Regions from separate parts of the Sus scrofa genome. Here all the other regions are linked to region 1. The links are chromatin contacts, called in public Hi-C and promoter capture Hi-C maps. All regions are on one chromosome and are shown on one strand. Each heading gives the region's core, a stretch centred on a gene start, on an enhancer-like site or on the middle of the called end of the contact. The rest is flanking DNA. Distances are from core to core; before and after follow the strand shown. Region 1 holds the start of U2SURP (U2 snRNP-associated SURP motif-containing protein). Region 2 holds the start of TRPC1 (transient receptor potential cation channel subfamily C member 1). Region 3 holds the start of ATR (serine/threonine-protein kinase ATR). Region 4 holds the start of PLS1 (plastin-1).

Region 1 (3,535 bases), core at 1,005-3,504:
TTGAGTGGGAAATAGGTTCCTATGGCAACAGAAGTAGAGCCTCTTACTTAGGCTTAGTGCGGGAGGGAAGTCTTTAAGTCTTTCTGGAGGAAGTGATATCTCCAACAAGAGTAAACAAACAAACAAACAAATTTGATTAGCCTTCAATTAGAGGCTAGGATGAAGGTGAGAGTGGAAAGCCCAGAACTGAAAAAATCTGGGCTTGAAAATAAATTTAATAGGACTGGAGGTTGCAAAGCATCACTCCCATTCAATGTAGAGCACGTGTAACTTTCTGATGATTTCCTGTTTGTTTACTCTCTGTTCTTCAAACCCCATCTCCCACATAAAATAGGAGTCCTTCCTAGCCTGCTGATTCCTCAGTGCCTGGCACATGATTTTTAGTCTTTCCATGTGTCAGATCCTGTTCTAAGGGCGTCCCTCACTACTTCCCCAACTTCCCCTCCCTTTCCCCCAACACCATCCAACAGACAATATTCTACTTCTTCAGAGTTGGCTCAAATGCTTCCTTCCCTTTGGTTTTAAACCTCCTCCATCTCCTTACCCCCATCCCTACCTCCAGAATTAATTACTTCTTGAAAAGTTCCCACAGCTGGTGATCCTTCCTTGAAGCATCAGTTGAATTCTCCAGTGTTAGTTTGCTTTTCCTCATTTCTTTCCCCCATTCCTGTTAGTCTTAAATCATATGAAGACACCGTGTTTTTGCCTCTGTAAGCCTTTCAATACTCCATGTAGGCTTTTATATACCAAGCGGGACTCAAAAATACTTTGAATAAATGACTTCAGGAGTTGGTCATGAACCCTTCTTCTTCCTCTAGTGCTCAATCTTTTAAAGCTTAAAATTGGACATCACAGCCCTACTTAATTCTGTTGAAGGCTACTCTTTGCCCTCAGAATAGAATTCTAACTCCCCAAGCACAGTGGTTACCTCAGGGCCCTGTGTGAGCTTGCTTCCATCCACCTCTCCAGCCCTACACCTGGTCTAATACAACGTGACTGCTTACTGTGACTGCACAGTTGGGCTATATTGATTCATGCCATCGGATTTTGTTTCAAGTACTTCCTTTGCCTGGAAAGCTCTTTCCATTTTCTTTGCCTGGTTTGGCTCAGGAATGACCTCCTCAAGCAAGCTTTCCTTCTTTGAATACAGATCCTATTAAAGAAGGAAAGAAAGAAAGAAAAAAGAAAGAAAAGAGCACTGAAGTATGGTTACTCTCCTCTATTTGTGATTAAAAATGAAAGCAATACCAAACTGTAAAATGTAACTCTTTTATCTTGTTTTTTTTTTTTTTTGTTTTAGGGCCACAGGTGTGGCATATGGACATTCCCAGGCTAGAGGCAGAATCTGAGCTACAGCTGCTGGTCTAAGCCACAGTCACAGCAATGCAAGATCTGAGCTGCATCTGCAATCTACACCACAGCTCACCACAAGGATGGATCCTTAACCCACTGAGTGAGGCCAGGGATGAAACCTGCTTCCTCATGGATCCCAGCCAGGTTAGTTACCCCTGAGCCACGATGGGAACTCCTATAAGTCTCTTAAATGACACACAACTGTATATATGTAACTGAATCCACTTTGCTGTACACCCAAAACACAACATTGTAAATCTACTCCGAAATAAAAAAAATTTTAAATAATAACTTATATGAATGCTAGATTTAGACTATCGTCTGCTTATGATTTTTCTCTCATGCATCCTTTCTCTCCACGCACCCATTTTGCAGACGCCTTAAACAGACTATCCAACAACCCCACTGCTGGAATCTCAGCTTGGGTCAAAAGCTGCCCTGCTCTGCTTCTCGGCACCACTGCATTTTAAAGTAACTTGAACAGACCGCAAGTTTGCCTTTCCCCCTAGGGGATGAGAGCCAGAGGTGGCGGGAACACCATCTTTGTCCATGGAGCACCATACCTCAGCCCACTCTCCTGTTGGCTCCAGGTTTACTTGAGTCGAAGTAAAAACTCCTCCCGGCTGACCCATGCATTTCTTCTTTAAGAAGGCTTTCCCTAACTCATCCAGCAAGTGCAACTAGTTCGCGCCTATCAAGGGCTGGCACTGAGAAAAGGGTGCATTCCAACCAGCCCTGAAAGCCTGGACAAGATTCCCTAAATTCTCCGGCGGAGAAAGCAACCCGCCAGGGAGACGCCCACAGATATTCAGCAGAGTGGGCAGGGCTGGAAAAAAAAAAAAAAAAAGAAGACCGACACCGGAAGTCACGTGGCCACTTCCCCTTGAATAGTCGGCAATCGACTATTCAGCCTTGCAGGCGCCTCTGGCGGGCTGTGTTGAGATCCAGTCTTTCGGCGTTCGACTCGCCCGTGCTGCTGCTGCCGCCGCCGAAGGAGGGGCAAAGCTCAAGATGGCGGACAAAACGCCAGGCGGCTCTCAGAAGGCCAGTTCAAAGGTAATTTCTTAAAGGACTTCGTGAGTCATTGAGTCTATCACTGTCGTCTGGAGACTACAGACACTTCTGGCCAGCGGGAGGAGATTGGGGTGGAAGTCCGCGTTCCGGTCGCGACGGTAGGCCGGGGCGCAGACGCACCGTGGTGCGCAGGTTGAGAGGCCTGGTATCTCCCCTCGGTCCCAGCCTGGATTCGGCTCGAGGCTGGCGGGCCCGGGGCAGGTGGCATGAGTAGTTCGCCCCGCGCTTACCACTGGGGTGAAGTCAGGGATTTACACTGAGGTCTGACGCCAGGAAAACGCGCCTCTGTATTTCAGCTTGTTGCGCTCTGAAGCTCCGGGACAGAGTCTAGGAGAGGCGGGAATCACTTCCCGGTACTTAAGGTCTACTTCTCTTTCCTCGGTTCTTTGGGGTTTGGATCTCGTACGCTTCTGGCCTCCTTCAATTTCCCTCACGTCCTGCAGGGAATAAATAATCTCTAGGGCTGCAGATTGTGAGGGGAGGCCCTATAGTGGAGGGACGCGGGGTGGGAAATGCAGAGGCGGGAGCAGTTCTCCTTTGCGGTGCTGCATCACCAAGGTTAATGCTACGCTCTACACGTGGTCTTACCTCCCTTAAGGGGAAGTATGAAATGAACGCTTCTTTGGAGGGCTCATTTTCGAGGACTCGGGGTCCTCATCACCTCCCGAAAGGAGAACTTTCATAAGTTGCTTTTGAGTGTACAGGGAATCGTGTGCAAGTATTGTGAAACCACTGAGCTGTGGGAGTAGTTTAGCTTTAGGTTGTGATTAGCATCTGGCACCAGTTGCCATCTTGGACGGGTCATTTAATCGTTTTTGCTTTGAGTTTCTTTTTCAAAACGATATTAAAAGTAGTAGATAGTGCCCAAAGTAGTTGTTAAGCTTTTCTATGCTGATGTAAGAAATTGTGTAATACACATCTTAAAGAGTGTGTATGAATTGCAAGTCGGTTACTAGGAAGTTAAGTTTACTGTAGACGGGGCTAGTTCTGTGTGTGCAGTTTGTTTTGGGAAATATAACCTATTATATACTTGCTTTCTCAGTTTCTAATCATAATCTTTATGCCATTTGGTGCATGACGTCTATAATTAGTTCGTAATTAGTAATGG
Region 2 (3,324 bases), core at 552-3,051, 270 kb before region 1:
CCCCTAAGGGAGTTCTATGGATAAGGAGTCACCTAATCCTAGAAGCTGAAATAAACTTCATATTAATGTGGTTTCTATAGTTCAGAGCCATCTGAATTTTTACCCCTAAACACTCTGGAACTTTTGGATGGATCAGGGTTAGAGTTCTGCCACTGAGTAAAAATTTTACTGGACTCCAAAATTTGTAAGCACACACACATAAACAAACCCAAATATGTACCACTGTGTTCACTGGCCACAGATTTACAATGAGCAATTTTGACATTCCACTGAATCCACAAACTTAGAACTATATTAAACATTAGAGAATGGGGCAGATTTATGATCTACTAAAGAAAGAAAAGCTATAATGATTTAATAGATAAGTATTCTGAAGTAAACACATGGAAATGTTTGGAAAGGTGGACAATCTTGTCTACCGAAGGCCTCTTAGAGAAGATGAAAAGAGGACTCTGATCAGTAAGGTATATATAGGAAACTTGGAAGTCTGCAGGGACAGGGACGGAAAAAAATCAACCTGAACAGAACAGGAAGTATTTCTTTCAAATATACCATACTCAGAAGTAAATTTATGTATTGCCTTAAAAACCCAAGCACTAAGGGGACAATTTAAATTTGTACATAGTTGGAAAGCAATAAAAATTATTTGAAATATAATTTCCAGTCCCCCTCCCCCAGCTTTTGAAGGTGCAAGAACCTGCTTTAACTATAAGCTTGACTTAAAAAAATACTGAAGTAACACTTACTGCACTTCAGTTAGTTTTGGCTTAAATAACATTCATCTTCTAAAATCTGATTTATAAATGCTAAGATTAACAAGAAACTACTGGAAGGGCTATGACGTAGAGCCGATCCCAATGATGAGCTTATTCAATAGTTACATGCAAAGAAATTATGACACCAGAAACGTTATGCCAATTTTCTATCACAAATGAGTTTTTTAAAAATAGTTTTAGTAACGAGGGCAGCTAGCCTGGCAGTGTGGCGAGGGATCTGTCCTTTCTGCTTTATGCAAAGGACAAAGAAATATGGACAAAATGGACAATTCCACGGGGGCGTTAAGTCGTCAGAACCTCGGTAAACCACCTCCCTGCATTTTACAGCCGGAGACCACGGGGAAATTACCTCAAACCTGCAACCTGAGGGGACGCACACCTGCCGACCCCCTTTCTCTCGTCCGCTGGAAGCCTTCCAGGGGGCGGCCCGCTAGCTAGCCAGTAGAGGGCGGAGCGTCCGTAGACCCCGCCTCAACCTCAGGCCCCGCCTACTACCGAGCCCGTCCCGTTTTCGTCGCTTTCACGGAGCGGAAGATGACGTGAGGAGAGCCGCGAATATCTCCTCTGGGCGCAGCCGGCGGTTCCCACAGCCCTGGAGCCCAGCGGGTGCAGAATCGCCTTTTGGAACCCCTCTCCCACCGATTTTCGTCCTCCTCTCGGGCTGGGCCGCCCCTCGCGCGGCCCCTGCGACTCCTGGCACGGCCCCGCGCTCGGCTGCCGCCCTGGCGCGCGCCACTCTGTCGTCCCCGGACGGGCGCGGACCGGCTCGGCCCGGGCGCCGGCGGCTGGGGAGGGGGCGCTGGCCCCGGGGCCGCGCATGCGCCGCCACCAACCTAGGGTTGTCAGTGGAGGGCGAGTGCTGGTTCCGTGGGGAGGCGACGGCCTTTGAGGCCAACGGGCCGCGCGCCGAGGCGGCCGTGGGAACGACTCATCCCTTTTCCAGCCCGGGGGCGGGGCTGGGGTCGGGGTCGGGGCTGGTGGGGGCCCCGCCCCCGTCTCCTGGCCTGCCCCCTTCATGGGCAGCGATGATGGCGGCCCTGTACCCGAGCACGGATTTCTCGGGCGCCTCCTCCTCCTCCCTGCCTTCCTCCCCATCCTCCTCTTCGTCGCCGAACGAGGTGATGGCGCTGAAGGATGTGCGGGAGGTGAAGGAGGAGAACACCTTGAATGAGAAGCTTTTCTTGCTGGCGTGCGACAAGGGTGAGAGCTAGGCCCCTTTCTCCGCTTCTGGATGCCCCTTCCCTCCACACCTCTCATCCCCTTCCCAGCCTCAACTCGGGGCACTCCCTCTCCCTCATGCGCCGAGCGTCTGTTCCCGCCTCGCCCGCCGCTTCTCCCGGGCCTCCTGGCACCGCCTCTGCCTTGTGAGTGCGGAGCTGACGGGCGGGAGCAGCCGCGGGTGCCTCCCTGCAAGCGCCGCACCTGGGCGGCGGCTCTAATCATGGTCTGCTTTCGCTGGGTCCGGCGATCAGGTAGCGTCGTAGGGGCCCGGACCCGAGGGTTTTAGCCTCACCTCCGCTACTGACCACCTGAATGACCTGGTCTTCCCCTCGGGCTTTCATTTATTTCTTTCTGGAAGCCCGGGAGGTTGTCTAGTTTTGGATCTTCCAGCCCGCAGATTCCCTGACCTTGCTTAAAGTTTCTCCTGTTTATGGGCTCTCAGCTGGTTTTTTGTTTTCCTTATTCTTTAAAACTTTATTTAGCTCCAGCTACTCAGTGCCTTGGTGCTCAGTGACTGTTCAGTGGGATTAGATATGTCAGTATCCTAGGTGGACATAAAGGCAGGACTTTATGGAGAAATTCTGCCTCAGTCCCCAACTTCCTCCAGATTTACGGAACAACTTTGTTCGTACTTTTTATTGGAGAGGAAGGTTCGATTCTTCTTTGAGAAATAACGGTAGTTCAAAATAATTACAGGGCAAAAATGTGGAATATACTTAACGTGGCTTTTTTTTTTTAATCTAGGAATCGATCACTTTTATGGCCATAATAAAATCTTCACTTAAGCATGCTTTCTATTGATAAATATAATAAAAGGAAGGGGAATTTAATTGCCCTAAGACTGCTTTTATTTCCTATGTGTAAAAAAGTGCTGTAAATTTTTCTTTCTAAATTTATTCATCTTGCCTTATAATGGCCAGGCTTACTTAGGAAGAACTTTTAGGATCAGGCAGACTTCCAAAACATAAACCCAAAGGGCAGCTTACATTGTGAGAGATTAACTATAGAGGTTTTGTTTGTATGTGTGTGTGTGTTTTTTTTTTTAAATAAATGGCAGCCTCCTTACCCCCTCTTACTGTTTTGAAATAGGATTTTATTTACACAACTTTTTGTAAACACATTGATACAGAAACACAGTTCATCTTTGTCTGCCATGAGTCACTTTTATGATCTTAGGTAATAGTATTAAATTTTATTATGAAAGCATTTGTGAAAGTCCACCATGAACACAATTTTGAATAGTCTTCGAAATGTAAAGATACATAGAATATATGTCTATAACCTTACAGAAATCATTGCTTGTGGATCATGTGAAATTATTTGGTGT
Region 3 (3,185 bases), core at 471-2,970, 410 kb before region 1:
TTCTGCACCAGGACAGGAACTCCTAAGTTTTTTTTTTTATTATTCCTTCTCTTAAAATGGCTACAAATGAATCAAAGGTAACATAAGCTCTGTTGATGAAAGAGACTATAAATAAATCCAAGATAGTATTATTTTTATCAACAAGTATCATACTGGAAGAGAGAAAAGGGAAGAGAAGTATTAATCAGCAAATTCTATATTAAAGCAGGGGGAAGGGGGAAACACCCTGAGCTTTACATGGAGCCTGAAAGATGAAATAGGTACATCAACTTCCTGTGTGAACACCTGCCTTCATCTTCTTAAGAAAGGTAAATGTTACTTTACAAAATGTTTACCCAAGTATGATTGCAACACTCATGCCAAGGGGGAAAAAATCATACACACAAAAAGAGGATGATTCAGTTAAGACAAGCATGGTGCTGTTATTTATAACCTCTTATGTATGTAACTGAGGAAGACTAAATGTCAGTGTCTTGGTATGGCTAACAAGTGGAGAGGGACACAACTGCACTGCACAAAGAAAGGAAATTAAATATCCCATGGGCTTAAAATCAGTTGTGGCTGTGTGCTAAGTTTTCAAACAATTTAAGAAATTGGAAAGCAACTATTCCAATTGACAGTTCAAATGCAGTAGTGGTACAAGCCCACTTTTCTATTCACAGTAGGTTACCAAAAAAAAAAAAAAAAAAATTGAACAAACACCCTGCCTAGGCCTGGTTGAGGAAAGGTTGTAGGTGTGTTGAAGGACAGCAGACATCAACATCTCTCCCTTCTGTTGCGGCAGGAAACTGGTTTACATGATTCTATTCTCAGGTTTACAGGGGAAAAAAAAAAAAAAAGCTATGCAAATGGAACATTAAATTATCTTCAAATTTTGGCTTCATTCTTGCACATTTATATTTTGCAGACGTTGTGGTCGATTCCTGGGATTTCTGATTGAACTAACGAATTGGGGACTGGATGATCAACATGAAAAGGGTCCCATCTCCAGAATGGCCTATGGTTTCACTTCTAAGAAAGACACAAACTGCTTTTTCGAGCAACTGGCCTTCCTTGCATAAAATCTGAACAAATGACTTTTCATCCGAGGGCAGTTTGGGGTCAAAACATAGAAGACAACAGAAACTGAGACAAATCCACAGGTCAAGTACTCCATCAAGGAAAGAGGCTTTTGAGAAGCAAAGCAGTGAGTGTAGGGAAGTGATCAGAAAGTTACCATCCGGCGGGACCCTTCTTTCCCGCCGCAGAGGCAATCCCCTGGGGGTGCTGGTGGGGGAGGAGCTTCAGGGCGCCGCTGAGGTAAAGTGGGACCTGCAGACGGCCCTCCCCTCGGACCCGCATCTGGCGGGTCTGCGGCGAAGCCCCCAGTCCTTTTAACCGCCTCTCTGTAGGAGAAGCGCTCTAATCAGCCACGGAGTGTCTCCACAAGGGCCCGGGTTGAGGGGATCGGAACTAGGACGCGCGCGGCTGGGGAGGGAGAGCACGTGAGATGCCGGCCTGGCCCTACCTGCCCAGCTCCCGCAGGGCCGGGATCATAGACGCCAACTCCAGACCATGCTCGCCCATGCTGAGGACGTGCACCACCGGTCAACTACACCCAGGCGGGCTCCTGGCGTCTCCACAGCCACCTCCGATGAGAAAGCGCGGCGCCCGACGGTGCCTCGCGGGGCCCAAAACTCCTCCCGGAAGCCGTGCGGGCCCGCTCGCCAGGTCCTAGTTCTTTTCTGCGTAGGACCCGGGGGAGGCCGGGAGGCCGAAGTGGGTGGGGAGAGTGGGCGGGGCAAGGGACGCGGCGCGGCGGAGGGTCAAGTTTCCCCAGTTGGGTTCGCTCTGAGATAGGCAGCTTGGTAAGTGGCCAGGCAAAAATCGTGAGAGTTTTGGTTTTTAGTTGCTCTGCTCTGTCACTCCCAAGCTTGGGAGGCTCAGAGAACCCAGACCCCGGGTCCTGGGAGGAAAGGGGCGTGGCGGGCACTAGCCCAGAATCCCTCTCATGACAAATGTGAAAAATGAGACAATTCAGCATCTAGAGCCCCAAGATCAGATCCAGGTCTCCCCAAAGACGCCCCCAGGTTCTTCATTTTCTTACTGTTCTCTTGACGGGTGTCTGAGAGGTATGGCGCAAAAGGTGGGCTCCTCCTTGTCCCAGCGGATATTTTTTCCCCTCAAATTGAAGTCTGCATTAGGTTTCCTTGAGGATACTCTCAAGTTTTTTCCTTTCTTTTCTTTTTTTTTTTTTTTTTTTTTTTTTGGTATGGCCGCAACCGCGACAGACGGAAGTCCCCTAACCAGGGGTCAGATCCGAACGCAGCTGCAGCATCGTTGGATCCTTTAACCCTCTGTGGCAGGCTGGTGACTGAACTCTCGCCTCCATAGTGACCGGAGCTACTGCATTCGGATTCTCAACCCATTGTGCCACAGCGGGAACTTATCAACCTTTAATATTTAAGAAGAGGGTTAAATTGTGTTTATTTGTGGCTCATCAAGTGAGCGACAGTATTGTGTGTATTTATGTCACCTTTACCTTTGGCGTCTATTACCTGTGATTTAATTTTTAAGTAAATCAGTGGATTTTGGCTGTAGACATTTTGTAGCTCAACCTAGTTTTTTTTATACGAAAAATGGTCATCATAAGAGGCTGTTAACATGTCAAAGTTATGTTTAATCAGGCAAGGCCAGGCAGTGTATTTACCTTTGTTCCCTAACACAGGAGAATAATTGTTACACAGTATCTTAAGAAAAAAAAAAAAAAAGGAGGGAGTTTCTGTTGTGGCTCAGGGGTAGCAAACCCTGCTAGTGTCCATGAGCACCCAGTGGGTTAAGAATCCCTGGCTTCACTCAGTGGGTTAAGAATCCCGTGTTGGCGCAAGCTGAGGTGTAGATGGCATACGCCTCTTGGATCTGACCTAGCTGTGGTGGAGGCCAGCAGCATATGGAGGTCTGACTTGACCCCTAGGCTGGGAACCTCCATATGCCCTGGATGTGGCCCTAAAAAGACAAAAAAAAAAAAAAAAAGAAGCGGAGTGACAGCCAAATAGGCTCCTGTCTCAGGGATTTCGCGTTTGCTAAACCCTCTGCCTTGACCTTAAATATCCCTCTTAAATACCCTTCTTTCATCACTTCTCTTCAGATGTTTGCTGAAATGTCACCAGAAAGCCTCATATGGACTAGCACACTTGCACTCATAC
Region 4 (3,455 bases), core at 471-2,970, 400 kb before region 1:
TTTCTTTTTTTTCTTAGGGCCACACTTGCAGCATATGGAAGTTCCCAGGCTAACGGTTGAATCTGAGCTACAGCTGCTGCCTATACCACAGCTCGCGGCAACAGTGGATCCTTAACCCACTGCGTGAAGCCAGGGATTACACCCGCATCCCTATGGATACTAGTTGGGCTTATTACCACTGAGCCACGACAGGAACTTCTTAACCTTTTAAGATATATATTGTGAGAACTTAGAACTCCTCTTGTATATCTGGGCTCAGATAAAGATACTAAATCCAGGAGTTCCTGTTGTGGCTCAGTGGTTAACGAATCCGACTAGCAACCATGAGGTTGCTGGTTCGATCCTTGGCCTTGCTCAGTGGGTTAAGGATCTGGTGTTGCCGTGAGCTGTGGTGTAGGTTGCAGACGCAGCTCGGATCCCACGTTGCTGTGGCTCTGGCATAGGCCAGCGGCTACAGCACCGATTAGACCCCTAGCCTGGGAAACTCCATATGCCGCAGGTGTGGTGCTAGAAAAAAAGACAAACAAAAACAAAAAACAAAACTAAATCCACTAATTTCTCTAAATGGAAGGCAGGGAGAAATCCTTATCCTCCTCAGCTTTAGCCCACCTAATTCCATATTTAATTACGTATCAACTCCTTTGTGTTCCTAAAATAATTTCAACATTCTTCTTCATCTCTCCCTAGCCATTCTGATACCATCTCAGAATTTCTTGGGTACCTATTTTGCATCCAATACTGTGCTGAGCACTAAGGGGCCACACAGGACTCTAAGTTAAAGAGGCAACAAAATAGGGACCCTCCTGTTGCCTGGACAGAGCCGGAGAGACCACAACTACAGGTTATACTACAGGCAAAATACGTGAGAACTCTTGTGGTTGCATTCCATTTGCTTGACTCACATGCTATCCTATCTTTGTTTGCTTGTGAGCTGAGGTTATTTATTTTTTAAGCAGGTGTGGCTGTTCAATGAAGAGGAAATGTTATGTGAAATGCCCCCCAAAGGGGGGAGGGGATAGAAAACTTTATTTTTTAATACTATAAGTTTTTCAATACCATATCTGTCTGTCCATCCATCTTTCTTTTTTTTTGTCTTTTTGCTATTTCTTGGGCCGCTCCCACGGCATATGGAGTTTCCCAGGCTAGGGGTCTAATCGGAGCTGTAGCTGCCAGCCTATGCCAGAGCCACAGCAACTCGGGATCGAGCCGCTTCTGCAACCTACACCACAGCCCACGGCAACGCCGGATCATTAACCCACTGAGCAAGGGCAGGGACCGAACCCGCAACCTCATGGTTGCTAGTCGGATTCCTTAACCACTGCGCCACGAAGGGAACTCCCATCCATCTTTCTATATCTATCTGTATCTTTTCTCTTGACCAGAGGTTCACAGTATGTGGTAGCCTCAGTTAGAAAATGTTAGAATGCAACTGGTTGGGCCTCATCCTAGATCTACTTGAATCTGAACTCTTGAGTGTTGGATCTGGTTCCAACAAGCCCTCCAGGTGATTCTGCTCCACACTCAAGTTTGAGAACCACTGTGCTAAGTTCCTTCCAATTGTGTAGATGGTCATCCTTAGGCTTGGAGGAGGGTCCGTCCTGTATAGCTGTGGGCAATAGGGATAAGGTTGCCCCAGCACCTATCCACCTCCCCCCACCTCCTCTCCCAGCACCTGCAACTCCAACTTCAGCTCTTGGCCTCTTGTCTTTCCCTAGGGAGTCGCAGCTAAAACCCGGCAAGTGGATTCAGAGTTTGCTGACCCGGGTGCCGGCCAGGCATGCGTAGTGGTGCGAGCGCGGCCGCCAGGCGGACGCGGCCAGATAGCCGCAGAGCGAACCTGCCGGTGCGTGGATCGCGAGTGCGAGCAGCAGGCTGGAGGGCCAGACGGCTGTGGCAGGTATAGGGTGCGGCGGAGGGGTCCGAGAGGAACGCTGGACTGATAGGCAGGAAATAAAGCTTTACTTCCTTCCTGGCGTGTAGCAGCTCCAGGGAATCTCTCCGGGTTTCTTTAGTTGGAGCGGCGATCCGTGTGCTCGCTGTGCGGTGCGGCGCCGGGAGGTCGGCGGGCGTGCTCCTGCCCCGTCCGGGCAGCTCGTAGTGGGGCAGGTGTTACATCGTGTATTTATGCTTACACAGTAAGCCCGATAACTGCATTATGATTCTGTGCATGAACTTGGGCATTTTGTAAACTTAACTGTTTTCCTCTCTTTTAAACTTGGGTGGCCGCTGGTGAGGGTTTCAAAGATCCAGCCTGTTTCCCTTGAATTCTGTGACTGGTTTATTTGCCTTTGGCCTTTTGGTGCATAGGATCAATAAGACTGGATGTGACATCGCATCAGTGGTTTTCGGTTTTGGTGCCTTTCCTGGAGCAGGGGGGCCTTTGGATGTGGTGTAAGAATGCCAACTTTCAGCGCGTTTCAGTGCCAAAAACTTTCTGCATTTCAGCTGCGTTTTTAAGTAGAGACTTTGCGAAGTTTAAAATTTTTTTCTCCCTCATTTTTCTACGTTACTGTTACTTCAGGTATCGTTTGGTGCTGTTAAAAGGAAGTTGTCTTTTAAATGAGTACAGTTCTCATTTCTCTCCTCTTTCTTTACCCTGTCATCTTTTGTGGCCACACAGAGAGATTTTACCCTGGGGCTGAGGTATTGGATACACTTGTACAATGTACAAGGTAAAGGCTGTGAAGTACAAATTTCTTGGATAACCTGTAAGCCAGAAACAAAATTTAAGGGCACATTCTTTTTTTTTTTTTTTTTATTGATTTACTGTGTTGGGTTAGTTTCAGGTGTACAGCAAGGTGATTTAGTTGTGTGTGTGTGTGTGTATATATATATATATTTTTTTCCAGATTCTTTCCCTTAGAAGTTATTACAGAATATTGAGTAGTACTATACCGTAGGTCCTTGTTGATTATCTATGAACATTCTTTAAGTGTTCGATTTATGATGCGAGAGACATGTACAAAGAATAAGCTTAGGAAAAAGAAATTGTTAGTTCAAGAGGAGAAACCTATATGGAAAGGGAATACAGATACCTGCCTTTTCTTCTATCCCCCCCATGATGAATGTTTCAATGGCAGAAATAATATACAGTTGGTTTAGTTTGGGGCTGTGGAGACCTTCGAGGTCAGCCAGTTCAACTGCTTCAGTTTACAAATGAGAAAAACGAAACCAGCAAGGTTAAATGACTTGCTGTGGCCGCTGGAGCCCCTTCTTGGTAAAGCTGGGCCTGCGATCCAGGTTTTCTGATTTTCAGGGCTCTTTTTTACCATCCCCCTGCTGATACTCTTCTCAGAATTTGGTTAGATTATTGCACTTTCTTTTTCTCTTCTGTTTCCTTGTACTTTGTAGTCTAGCTTAAGCAGAAAATTAGTTGTTCCTGGGAGTTCCCATTGTGGCTCAGTGGTTAATGGATCCTACTAGGATCCATGAGGTTGCAGGTTTGATCCCTGGCC

What was found. Promoter capture Hi-C pulls out the DNA fragments that hold promoters and counts their contacts. A called contact is a pair of places that touch in the nucleus more often than the background predicts.
Region 2: a promoter capture Hi-C map of liver shows a contact between it and region 1, with 4 times the contacts expected there. The contact joins the promoter of TRPC1 here to the promoter of U2SURP in region 1. A contact is called at or near these places in 1 of 5 promoter capture datasets (liver), 1 of 47 Hi-C or Micro-C datasets (heart right ventricle) and 1 of 2 datasets of contacts at active chromatin or transcription factors (alveolar macrophages).
Region 3: a promoter capture Hi-C map of liver shows a contact between it and region 1, with 16 times the contacts expected there. The contact joins the promoter of ATR here to the promoter of U2SURP in region 1. A contact is called at or near these places in 4 of 5 promoter capture datasets (fetal liver, fetal skeletal muscle and liver), 26 of 47 Hi-C or Micro-C datasets (adipose tissue, alveolar macrophages, blood and 16 more) and 2 of 2 datasets of contacts at active chromatin or transcription factors (alveolar macrophages and skeletal muscle).
Region 4: a Hi-C map of liver shows a contact between it and region 1, with 4 times the contacts expected there. The contact joins the promoter of PLS1 here to the promoter of U2SURP in region 1. A contact is called at or near these places in 1 of 5 promoter capture datasets (skeletal muscle), 26 of 47 Hi-C or Micro-C datasets (adipocytes, adipose tissue, alveolar macrophages and 17 more) and 2 of 2 datasets of contacts at active chromatin or transcription factors (alveolar macrophages and skeletal muscle).

What each region holds. Positions count from the first base shown.
Region 1 is chr13:83,702,247-83,705,781 of Sscrofa11.1, forward strand. U2SURP (U2 snRNP-associated SURP motif-containing protein) reads left to right here and starts at 2,255. Exons shown (of 28, transcript XM_013982108.2): 1 at 2,255-2,409. The coding sequence starts at 2,365.
Region 2 is chr13:83,435,072-83,438,395 of Sscrofa11.1, forward strand. It overlaps TRPC1 (transient receptor potential cation channel subfamily C member 1), which reads left to right and starts at 1,802. Exons shown (of 12, transcript NM_001145751.1): 1 at 1,802-1,976. The coding sequence starts at 1,802.
Region 3 is chr13:83,288,266-83,291,450 of Sscrofa11.1, forward strand. ATR (serine/threonine-protein kinase ATR) reads right to left here and starts at 1,721. Exons shown (of 47, transcript XM_021069571.1): 1 at 1,508-1,721. The coding sequence starts at 1,566. It overlaps LOC110256309 (a long non-coding RNA gene), which reads left to right and starts at 1,752. Exons shown (of 2, transcript XR_002337705.1): 1 at 1,752-1,847; 2 at 2,271-2,750.
Region 4 is chr13:83,305,972-83,309,426 of Sscrofa11.1, forward strand. PLS1 (plastin-1) reads left to right here and starts at 1,721. Exons shown (of 16, transcript XM_021069572.1): 1 at 1,721-1,897.